Regions from separate parts of the Hordeum vulgare genome. Here region 1 is linked to region 2. The links are chromatin contacts, called in public Hi-C maps. All regions are on one chromosome and are shown on one strand. Each heading gives the region's core, a stretch centred on a gene start, on an enhancer-like site or on the middle of the called end of the contact. The rest is flanking DNA. Distances are from core to core; before and after follow the strand shown.

Region 1 (5,302 bases), core at 1,779-4,278, 530 kb after region 2:
GTCAGTGACATTATGCATTAAGATCACGGTTACTTGGCCTGAATGATTTGTGCTTCTTCTTGGGGCGTGATTCTTTGCTACGAGGCTCGTTTTTTCGCATTTTCCTGTACTTTACCCTTTATGAATTCCGTTTCTGTCTTCTGCAACAGTGCAGATTCACAATGATGGGATAACCATCCTAATACAGTAGCAACATCCCAACTACATTTCTAAGTTTAAATGGCCAAACATGGTATTGTTCAATACTACGTGACACTCCAGTTCAATCAAAACTATGGAGCTCCGGTCTAGTTCAGTTTATCTATAACAGAATAGAAACAGGGCCATCGCCGTTGGCGGGATCTAAGAAGATATTTTACTGTTGTTCCTCCTATGTAGCCGTGAGCTCCTCCTCTTTCTCTCCACCATCCACATGGCCTTCTTCTCATCATATACCATGATATCCACCTCCTCCTTGAATTGATCTCACCGCAGAGCAACAGTCTCCACCATCAACCTACATCGCCCTTCAGTATGCAAGCTCCTCTCCTGTTTATTTTCCTTTGTCTTATTTCTCTTCTTCTGCCTCGCTCCCAAAAACCAAGAACCTAGCCCTAGAAATACTGAAATTCGTGAAGGAGGAGGAAGGTGAGGGAGATCTTACAGGCAAGAAGAAAGCCGACGGTGGAGAGTGATGACGGAGAAGGACATTGTCGTCGCCGTGCTCGCGCGTATCATGGCACCGTCTACAGCTCCTCCTGGTCGCCACCGCATCAGAGAGGCGAGGGGGGCGGGGGGTACTTCACGAGGGAGAGAGGGGAGTAGCCCTACCCTCGCCTCCCGTTGGTCCCTCCGGCGCCGCTGCTATCGCCGCCGCCGCAATTTCTAAAGAGGAGATGGGTCGGGGTGAGAGGAACACATGTCCGAGCCCGTGAAAACCGCTCACATGAAAAGGTTCGTGTACGGGCCTACGGGGTGAGTGGGCTAGCTCCTAGCGACCAGCCAAAGCCCAACCGTTTCCATCTGACATAATTTTACAGTGGGCAAACCTAATTTTACACTCGCGAATATTATGCAGGGCCGCTCCCTCGGTCGATTGACTTGGGTGAGGAATTACTTATTCCTCACCCAGGATTGTTAATAGACTTTCTATATCATATTGATTGACTATTCGTCATCCTGAATGAGGATTGGTTATTCTTTGCCCCCTCTATTTTCATATCAATGCATCGTAATTTACGTTTCGTCAATGTTATCTTATTTCATACATAAAAACATACCGTAAGAAATATATAGTCACCCTAAAAAATAATTTGTGTCGCGTAAAATTATAAACACAAAAACATAGTGTAAAAATATATATAACACCATTTTTCTGGTGTTATGACCTATATTTTTGTTTTCTTATGTCACACTTTACATGGTGAATCAATATAAATGTAACTTTTTGCATTTCAAAATTAATTTATTTATGAAACAATCGTAAAATTACCTCGGATGAAGAATAACTTATTCTGCATCCTGGATGGTGAATAGACTTTATATATATATATATATATAAATATATAGAAACTCTATTCATCACCCAGGGTGCAAAATAGTTTATTCTTCACCCGAGATAATCTTATGATCAATTTACAAATAAATTATATTTGAAATACAAATATTTACATTTATATTGAATCACTACGTAAAATTTGACAAAAGAAAACAAAAATATAGGTCACAAGACCAAAAAAATTGAGTTTGTTGTATTTTTTGCACTATTTTTGTATGGTCGTAATTTTACATGACATAAAATATTTTTACATTAATTATATTTTTATGATATCTTTTTACGTATAAAATAAGACAAAATTTACGGAACGTAAAATTACGGTGCATTGATGTTAAAATAGAGGGGGTGAAGAATAACTATTCCTCACGCAGGGTGACGAATAGCGCGACCCAATATATAGAAACTGAAAATGAGCGAACTTGTGAGAAAACTAAGCGAACTTCTGAAACATTTATTAAACTCACATTTTTTTTTCAAATTCTTGATTTTTTTGTGTGAAATAAATGTTTTTTTAAATCTGAATACTGATTTTTTTCTTGAAAATGAGCGAACTTGTGAGAAAACTAAGCGAGGAGGTGGGCTAACCTTAATGGGCAATAGCCTGGCATGCGCATGAGCGCGTTTCTCCGAGCACCAATTCGCCAATTAGTGCTTAAGATGTTGAGGAGGCACGACGGCTGATGGTTTAATTGCTTGTTGTGCACTTGTGTTTGCTACATATGCTAGCGCAAACTAGTCTCGTCTGGGTCAGGGGCGAATCCAGTGCTGCCCCCACAAAAATTTTAGCGCACTTTTAATATGCAAAGCTAAATAATGATTTATCCCCACTTAGCAATCCATTTAGTACATCTTTACCCCTCTAAAAATTGATCTTGGGTCCACCCTTGCCATGGGTGGTGGTAGGCTATTGCATACAATATGGCCTGGAGGTGCGGGAGCTATATCTTGACAATCGCGAGACCGAGGGGACTTCTATGTGGCGCTTGACGCGCCACTAGGGGAACGGGCGCCTGCAGCGGCCTTCTTCGCGGGGCGGCCCATATTAAATTCGTTGGTTATTGAAAAATTGATAAAAAGTTCATAGAATTTTCAAAAAGTTCAGATTTGTGAAAAAGATTCAGTGATTATGGAAAAAAGTTCACCGATTTTTGGAAATATGTTCATGAATTTTCGAAAAGTTCACAGAATTCGAAAAAAAGTTCACCAATTTTGAAAAAAGGTCATAAAGTTTTAAAATAGTTCACTGATTTCAACAAAAGTTCATCAATTTTAAATTATGTTTATCACTTTTCAAAAAAGTTCATCGATTCAAAAAAAAAGTTCAACGATTTTCAAAAAAGTTCACCGATTTCAAAAAATGTTCACGGGTTAAAACAGTTCACGGGCTAAAAGAGTTCATGAAAAACTTTTAGATGGGACGGCCCATTGCGGAGCGCTGCAGGCGCCGATTAGCACATTTTGCCTTTAACCGGCGCTTGTGGCATTAAATAGGGTTTGCCGAGACCGAGTTCCTTCCTGGATGTAGGTGAGCAGCAAGATGGGCCGGCCAAATTGACACATACATGGAGCGGTGTTGTGACCAGTTCATGCAAAATACCATCAATTTTTGACATGTTTTGGGAATGTTCGTTGCAATTTTTCTTTTTATCCTTTTACATTGTTTTTACATTTTGTGCATTTTATTTTTGTTTTTATTGTTTCCTTTTGTTCAAATACATGTCTAATGTTTAATACACGTTTTAGTTTTTCTATACATGTGTAACATGTATCAACATGTTGAATATTTCTAAAGATCTTTGCTAACTTCTGACTGTTTGAAAGTTAAGCAATAGATCTGAACACCTCCTCTAATCGCTTATTAATCGCGCATGCATGGACTTTCTCAACGGGCATGTAGGCTTCGAACGTTAGCTGCATGCGGAAAAAATAAAAGCTGATGCCAGCAAAGATTTCATCTAAAAATAAAATTTCAAAATATTTTGTAGCTCAAACCGTTTGTCCGATTATAAAATCGCTTTTACATAAAAGATTCATTGCGACGAGACCTTCAGAACTAGATCAGACTTTTTTTCTCAGGTCAAAAGTTATCAGACCTAGGCAAAATAAGTTATCACGTCTGTGGTGTGTTAGTTAGCATCTTGTTTACATACAAATTACCGGGGCATAAAAATGGCTCCTCCAACATTCTCTCCATGGGCAAATGTGCTAGAGCACAAAAAAGATGATGTCATTGTACATTCTCACTATTTAGATTCTTTCCTATTTCGAAACTTCAAAATTTTCTATAGTGCAAATCGGGTCAAAGTTACTATGGGGTGTACATAAGTTATCATATCTTCGGGATGTAAAATACCATGTTATTTGCACAGAATTTAACATGATATGTTTCAACAACTCCCCACCCGCACCCTCTTGGCCGATGTTACCTGGACCGGGGTACATAAGTTATCAGGTCTTGATTTGTGAGTTATCAGTCACATAAAAGTTAATGAGGTGATATTTCATCAACTCACAGCCCCTGCCCCCGTCGTCAAAGTTAACAGGACCAGGGTACATAAGTTATCAGTTCTGCGAATTACGAGTTACCATGCTATTCATACACTCCCCAACCCCTAAAGTTATCAGGGCCTGGGTGTGTGAGTTATCAGGTATACGATGTGTGAGTTACCATGTTATTCATAAAAAAGATATCAAGGGTATGTTTACACTAGTTTGTTTTAGGGTAAAAAATGCTACCATGATATTTATATATAAACTATCATGTTTGTGGTGCGTATAGTTATCGGGCTCGTTAAAAGAATTTACCGAGGGAGGACACACGAGAAAAAGACTGATGTTCGAATTTTATAGGAGCAAAACATTTATTTATGTAGAAAAATATTCATCACTAGAAAAAAGAGACAGGTGGAGTACAAAACACGTTGCATCAGTCCATTAAAAAACTTCGAGCAAATGGTTTTGTCCTCACGTCAAAGACACTGTGGCCTTCCTTTCTCGCTATGACTTACTAAGGTACAAGTATGAGTTAATATGTACATGAAACATAACAGTTACTGATCTCATCTGGTAGCGCGTCATAGCCACAACCAACAGGTTGTGTGTTTGAACCCTAGTAGTGGCTATTTTCCTCTTAGCTCTTTTTACGCGAGGGCAGAAGTGGATTGAGCGACTCAAGAATCGTACACGCGAGAACAGAAGCGGATTGAGCGGCTCAAGAATCGTGCGTTAGCTTAGTCGATTTCTAAATACATGATAAATATTTGTCAAATACATGTTTGAACATTGTTTTGAATAAATGTTAAATATTTTTGAAATACATGTTGATCATTGTTTGAATTCTAGAAAAAAATTATATTATTTGAATACATTTATAATACATATATTTTCAAACTTCAAGAAGATATTTTTGAATTGTAGCAAACATTGTATAAACATTTGAAATTGCAGGAAACATTGTACAAAGATTCTTTTTGGACTGGTACTAAGAACTTTTAAAGATGCATGAAATTTTATTTTACTCTTCTTAAACCTTTTTAAATGTGCGATGAACACTTAAAAAATAAAAGTATATTTATTTATAATATTTTAAAATATAAAGAAAATAAAAAGAAGAAAAGGTGCGTGGCTCCTTTGTAGATTTTTTTTTTGAGAAATTGGCTTCTAAGTAGATTTATTTTTTGAGGATTCTATGTAGATGTGCATGTACATATAGTACGTGATCACAACGAACGAAGAAAGCAGGCTATTGGACTGGTCCACTGCCGG
Region 2 (5,326 bases), core at 2,491-4,990:
ACTCACAACTCAACAGGTCTGTCAAGCCCCCAATTTTCTCATGCTTTGGAGACATTGCTCTTGCCATTGGTGAAAATTTTGAGAAATACCTGCCGTATGCTATGCCGATGCTTCAAGGGGCGGCTGAGCTTCTTGTTGTTTTGGATCAAAATGACGAGGATATGGTTGATTATGGTAACCAGCTCAGACGGGGAATTTTTGAGGCATACTCTGGCATACTACAGGGTCTAAAGGGCGCAAAAGCTCAGCTGATGATACCTTATGCAGGCCATCTATTGCAATTCACTGAAGCTGTCTACAAAGATGGGAGCAGGTCCACGTCATTTCTGTTTCCTTTCTTTTTTGTTACACGGGTGATTGGTTTCCTCTTCCTTAACATTATATGCACGTGTTTACTTTCAGGGATGAGAGCGTGACAAAAGCCGCCGTTGCTGTCCTGGGGGATCTTGCGGACACACTTGGGCCAATCTCTAAGGATCTGTTCAAGAGCCACCTCTTCCATGTTGAGTTCCTGAGGGAGTGCCTCGATCTGGATGATGAAGTGAGGGAGACGGCGTCATGGACCCAGGGGATGATAAACCAAGCGATAGTTTCTTAGACGAGAAACTATCTTACCTTGTCTTGTTATGGTGGATGTTTGGTTTTATTGATGCACCAAACGGAATTTGGGTTTGGCTCATATGAACAGAAGGGTACCAAAGTATATGTAGCGTCAGTCAGTCAGTAGGAACCTTGTCGTAGATGTCTTGGGTGGTTTTATTATTTTCAGTCTGTCAAGTCGTTGTGCGTCACATTCGACGGCAGTGGGGTTTACGTCTTGAACAGCTAAACTCATTATTATTGTATTCTACTCGGTTTGTGTTGCATGCTTGCACTCATGCTATGCTGCGGATGTCTCTTCTGCAGGGTGTTGTGCGTGCTGCAGTATGCAGTAGCTGCACTCAGGTTACAAAATCCGGACAAACTACAAGGTTTTTTTAGTGAAGCAAATACAAGCAGTACTCTGGCGCTATGCTACACCACATACACACACTGCGATCCCAACTGTTGGTACAACAACTGTTGTTGCAAACCTGAATGCTCAGCTCCTGTGTGAACTTCAGGTGGCCTCAGTGGATATGATCTCCAGCTCCGCCCACCACAGCGGCGACACCTTGGGGGTAGCTGCTTCCGGCGGCATGGCGGTGATCTCCCTCAACCACCTTGCGACCTCTGCCATGGCGGGTCGCCGCCTCGCCTCCCGGTCGGTGCAGGACCGTATCACGCTGTCCAGCCTGTTGACGGTCTCGGCCTGGAGGGTCGCGTTCCATCTTAGGCCAGGGTCCATGACGTCCCTCAGCTGTCTCTCCCCTCGGAGGAAGCTCGCCGCCCAGCCCTCCAGCAGGCCGCCCGCCGACGCCGTGAACCTGCCGGACATGATCTCCAGCAGCACCATGCCGTAGCTGTACACGACGCTCTCCCTGTCGGACAGCGCCAGGAGGGACTGCAGGCTCGCCATCTCCGTCCTGGTCGACGAGGCCGCCTCGTCGGAGCAGAAGAAGACGTCCGCGATCTTGGCCGCGAAGTCGTCTGTGAGGTACACGGTGGACGTGTCGAGCGTCTTGAGGATCTCCGGCGGGCTCAGCTGGTGCATGTGCTCCAGGCAGTAGGCGACCCCGACTGCCACCCGCAGCCGCGTCGGCCAGTCCAGGTGACCGTCCTCCCTCACTGCACGTGCACGGCAAGCAACACCATCGTTTCCTTAGTTAATCTGCCACAGCTCATGAAAAACATCGTCTCTTATGGATGGAACTCCACTAGCTTTACCATGGAGATGCTCGTAGAGAGTGCCGTTGGGAGCATACTCGAACACCATCATCCTCGTGAATGGCTGCTCTTCCTGACAGTAGCCCAGCAGGTTCACAAAGTTCTTGTGGTTAACTCTGGACAGGCTTGTTATCTGAAACAGCACAATTGCCATCATTAGTAGTAAGTTTATTTTCAGGGTAATACTAACTGATTTGTTCAGTTTCGTCCTAGCTTTGCAGCCCACCTTTTTCCTGAACTGGGTTTCGCACTGCTTGGACCACTCCTTGCCGGACTTCTTGGTCGTCGATATGACGGCGATCTCGACGCCGCTCGACAGCGTCCCCTTGTACATCATGTAATCCGACAGGCAGCCGATGACGTTGCTGAAGTCTTCGCAGGCGGCCTGGAGCTCCGACCTCTTGAGCGCCGGCACGCCTGCAGCCATCTCCCAATCACTTCCAAGAAAAAGAAGGGAGCCATGTAGCAGTAGAGATGGGACGCAGTTTTCAGGGACGGGGTGAACCTGTCACGAACGCTTTCTGCAGCTGCCCGCTCAGGCCGGTCGCCCACGGCCTGACGGTGACCACCTTGCTGGACCGGTAGCACAGGACCAACAGTGCCGCCGACATTGCCACAAGGAGGGAAGCTCCTGCTCCGGCGATGACATACATACGCCGCCTTGCAGGATCATGGCCCGCCGCCTCGCTCGACGCTTCTCCGACCGCCGCAGCGCCGTGGGTCACCACTGTCGCTGGCGCCGGTGGCACCGTGATGCTGTGCGCGGGCTCGTCGGCGTGCCGAGGCGGCACCGCCAGAGGCTTGGCGACAGCCGGCGCCGGCGCGGGAGCGCTTGACGGGGAGACAGCACCCTGCAACGGCGGTGAACTTGTTGTCGGCGTCGTTATCGGTGCCCATGGCCAGGGTGGCCACTGCGGGAACGCCGTCGACTGCTTGGACCTGTACCTGTTCGGTCGTGGTAGAGCTTCTCGGATGTGTACCGCTTGGTTTACCCGCCTGACAATGATTGGAGTCGGCAGATGAGAGTGAGCACAAGAGGCGAGGAACAATTGGACAAGGGACATGCACCAACCGGGGTTGCTCGGTGGTTCAGCTGTCCATCTCTGACAGCCGACACCCCATTCCCACCTCTCTATGCAACGCAATCTAAGAAGATGGCCGCGAAGAATGTTTTTGCAGTATTTTATGTGCTTTTTTTATCGGTTTCCTTGCAAATTTAAAAATGAAGAGTGGAATGTCACGATGACGAAACATGCAGACGAAGAAGTTTCCAAGCTACTCCACCTAATCGAAGAAAGGTTACACCCTATTCTCTCATAGTGACACTGAAATTCAGAGCATTCCTGAAACTGAACATGAAAAGTATGGTGAGAGAGATCTTACCGATCTGCGGGCCGTGCATCTTCCTCCCGGTGGTTCGCCCTTCCTACAGTGAGAGAGTTCGTACTTGTCATCACTATACATCTCAACTTGAAAGAAACGAAAACAAGCAAGTGGCAAAATTCAACTGAAAGAAAGGAAGGAGCTTGCTCTTATGACATGAACACACACAGGAATCAAATATCAGCAACGGTTATTCAGCGGCAGCAGCAGAGGTACAGTGACATACCTTGCTGAGCGTCGGAGCTGCAGGAGCCAAGGCTGAAACCGAAGGAGACGAGCAGCAGCAGCAGAAGCGCAGCCGTCGGGCAGCACAGTCTCCCCATGGACGGGCACGGACGGAGTAACGGAACGGGGAGAGAGGCCTGGGCTGGTTAAGCGTGCGTGCACAACAATATAGTGGAGCGATGGCGCGAGGGAGGGAGGAGAGGGCGAAGGGTCGGGGTCAAGAGGCAGATAACCGAGCAAGGAGCAGGAGGATTAATGGGTGGCCACCTGGAAGGAGAGGAGGGAGGGGGTCGCGTTGATGGCTTTGTTGTTTTGTTGGAGGCGTGACCACGGAATGCCACGCCGCCCACGGCGCGCCCCGATATAATCCTGCTTGCTTGGCCCTCTTCGGATGGATTAGAGCAAGTGCAACAGTATAGCCAGCTAGTGGCTATAAGCCATTGTCATGTCATTTACAATCTATTTATAGTCAATATATACAATAGTTCATTGCAAAAATGTACTACTTCTTTATTATATGGTCCATCTTTCATACTTACAAAATGCCTAGGAGCACGTGCTACAGCGTTTACCTTCCCTCTCCTCTTCTCTTTTCTCTAACTAAACAAAAATATATTAGTTTATTCCTTATAGCCAGCTGACTTAGCTCTATTGTACTTGCTCTTAGAGCGGTATGACCTACGACGAGCGTGCCCGCTCTCGGTCTCGGAGTCCAGTCTACCGCATTGGACAGCTCCAGGCAGAGGTGGAGGACGAAAAAAAATTAAGGTGTGGCGAAGTCTTAAGGAAATAATTCTTTTAGTGCAAATCGAAAGAGTCAATACACATTACAAATAAAAACCAAATACAATAAAAATGTAAACATGTTTGAATAAAAAACAACTTAAAACATACCGATAATGAAGCTTTCAATGACGTCTAGAAGACCCAGGTAATATAAATGCCCTACCCTCATTCTGAAAATCTTACTTAATTTTATCAAGTTCAATACTTTTGAAGATCTCTCGCTCAATACTCTCTCTGTCACGGTTTAGAGGGCACGCTTGAAAAATCACTGGGATCAAGGTAGTCACCGATTGGTTGTGAGATGTAGCAGGTGTAGATGCTAATGCGCCTAATCAACTGAGAAAATACTAGTACTAATGCTTGAGCAGCAAATTGGGATGAAACATGCATGAGTAGTACCAGTACTAATTAATAAGAATAATTGCTTTCGCACCTTAAACCTTGTTTATTTTAAAAACGCACGCAAGTTTAACCGTGTCTTCTGAACCGTGACAGAGAAAATATAACAAACCATCAAGTCATTAAGTCATCCAGCGATGTGGTGGGCACGGGGCAGGTACGCACCAAGTATCCAGGCTCGCCTCTTTTGGTTGTGTTAATTGAGACATTGAGTCATTAGTTATTAGCATTACCAGTATTAATTTTTTTTGCTCCAAATCAAGGTATGGCAAGTGCCATACCTTGCCCACCGGGGAGCTCCGCCACTGGCTCCAGGTGAAAACAAAAGCTAAACGCGTCGTCTGTCGCGGCGGGGATGCTCTGATCTGGGCGTTCGGGCTCACACGCTCGATCTTAGACTACCCACAATAAAAATAACATAGGTAATAACATAAGTACCACTTAAGCAAAAAAGTATGATGTGACAACTAATAAATAAGAAGAGAGATAAACTGAGTAAATTAGAGGGTGCTTGGATCCAAGGGACTTATTTTAGTCTGACTAAAAATAGTCTCTTTAAGAGGCTAAAGTTTCAAGCACCCGTGACTAAAGATGGGCTAAAACTAGTCTTGAGACTAATTTTTTTTAGTGAGGGGCACCCCTACTAAAATGTGGATTAGTCCTCCTTTTCCTTATTTAACTCCTCTTTTTTGACACAGGCGAGTTCTGGATTGGAGGGTTTGGAGGA

Evidence for each region. Hi-C and Micro-C count contacts between places; a contact is called where the count stands out from the background.
Region 1: a Hi-C map of leaf shows a contact between it and region 2, with 4 times the contacts expected there. The contact joins the enhancer-like site here to the promoter of LOC123441212 in region 2. A contact is called at or near these places in 2 of 6 Hi-C or Micro-C datasets (leaf and seedling).

What each region holds. Positions count from the first base shown.
Region 1 is chr1H:411,935,728-411,941,029 of MorexV3_pseudomolecules_assembly, forward strand. No RefSeq gene overlaps it. Among protein-coding and RNA genes, the nearest start is that of LOC123412440, 150 kb to the left of the region's middle. Within about 2 kb of position 3,029, at least 1 of the 3 cell types and tissues checked has open chromatin away from gene starts, as enhancers often do. A contact at or near this core is called in leaf, where this site is marked.
Region 2 is chr1H:411,401,687-411,407,012 of MorexV3_pseudomolecules_assembly, forward strand. LOC123441212 (probable inactive receptor-like protein kinase At3g56050) reads right to left here and starts at 3,741. Exons shown (of 6, transcript XM_045117708.1): 1 at 3,416-3,741; 2 at 3,190-3,232; 3 at 2,312-2,802; 4 at 2,033-2,223; 5 at 1,807-1,939; 6 at 884-1,707. The coding sequence starts at 3,512. The coding sequence ends at 1,100. It overlaps LOC123441193 (importin subunit beta-1-like), which reads left to right. Exons shown (of 3, transcript XM_045117704.1): 2 at 1-313; 3 at 403-866. The coding sequence ends at 598.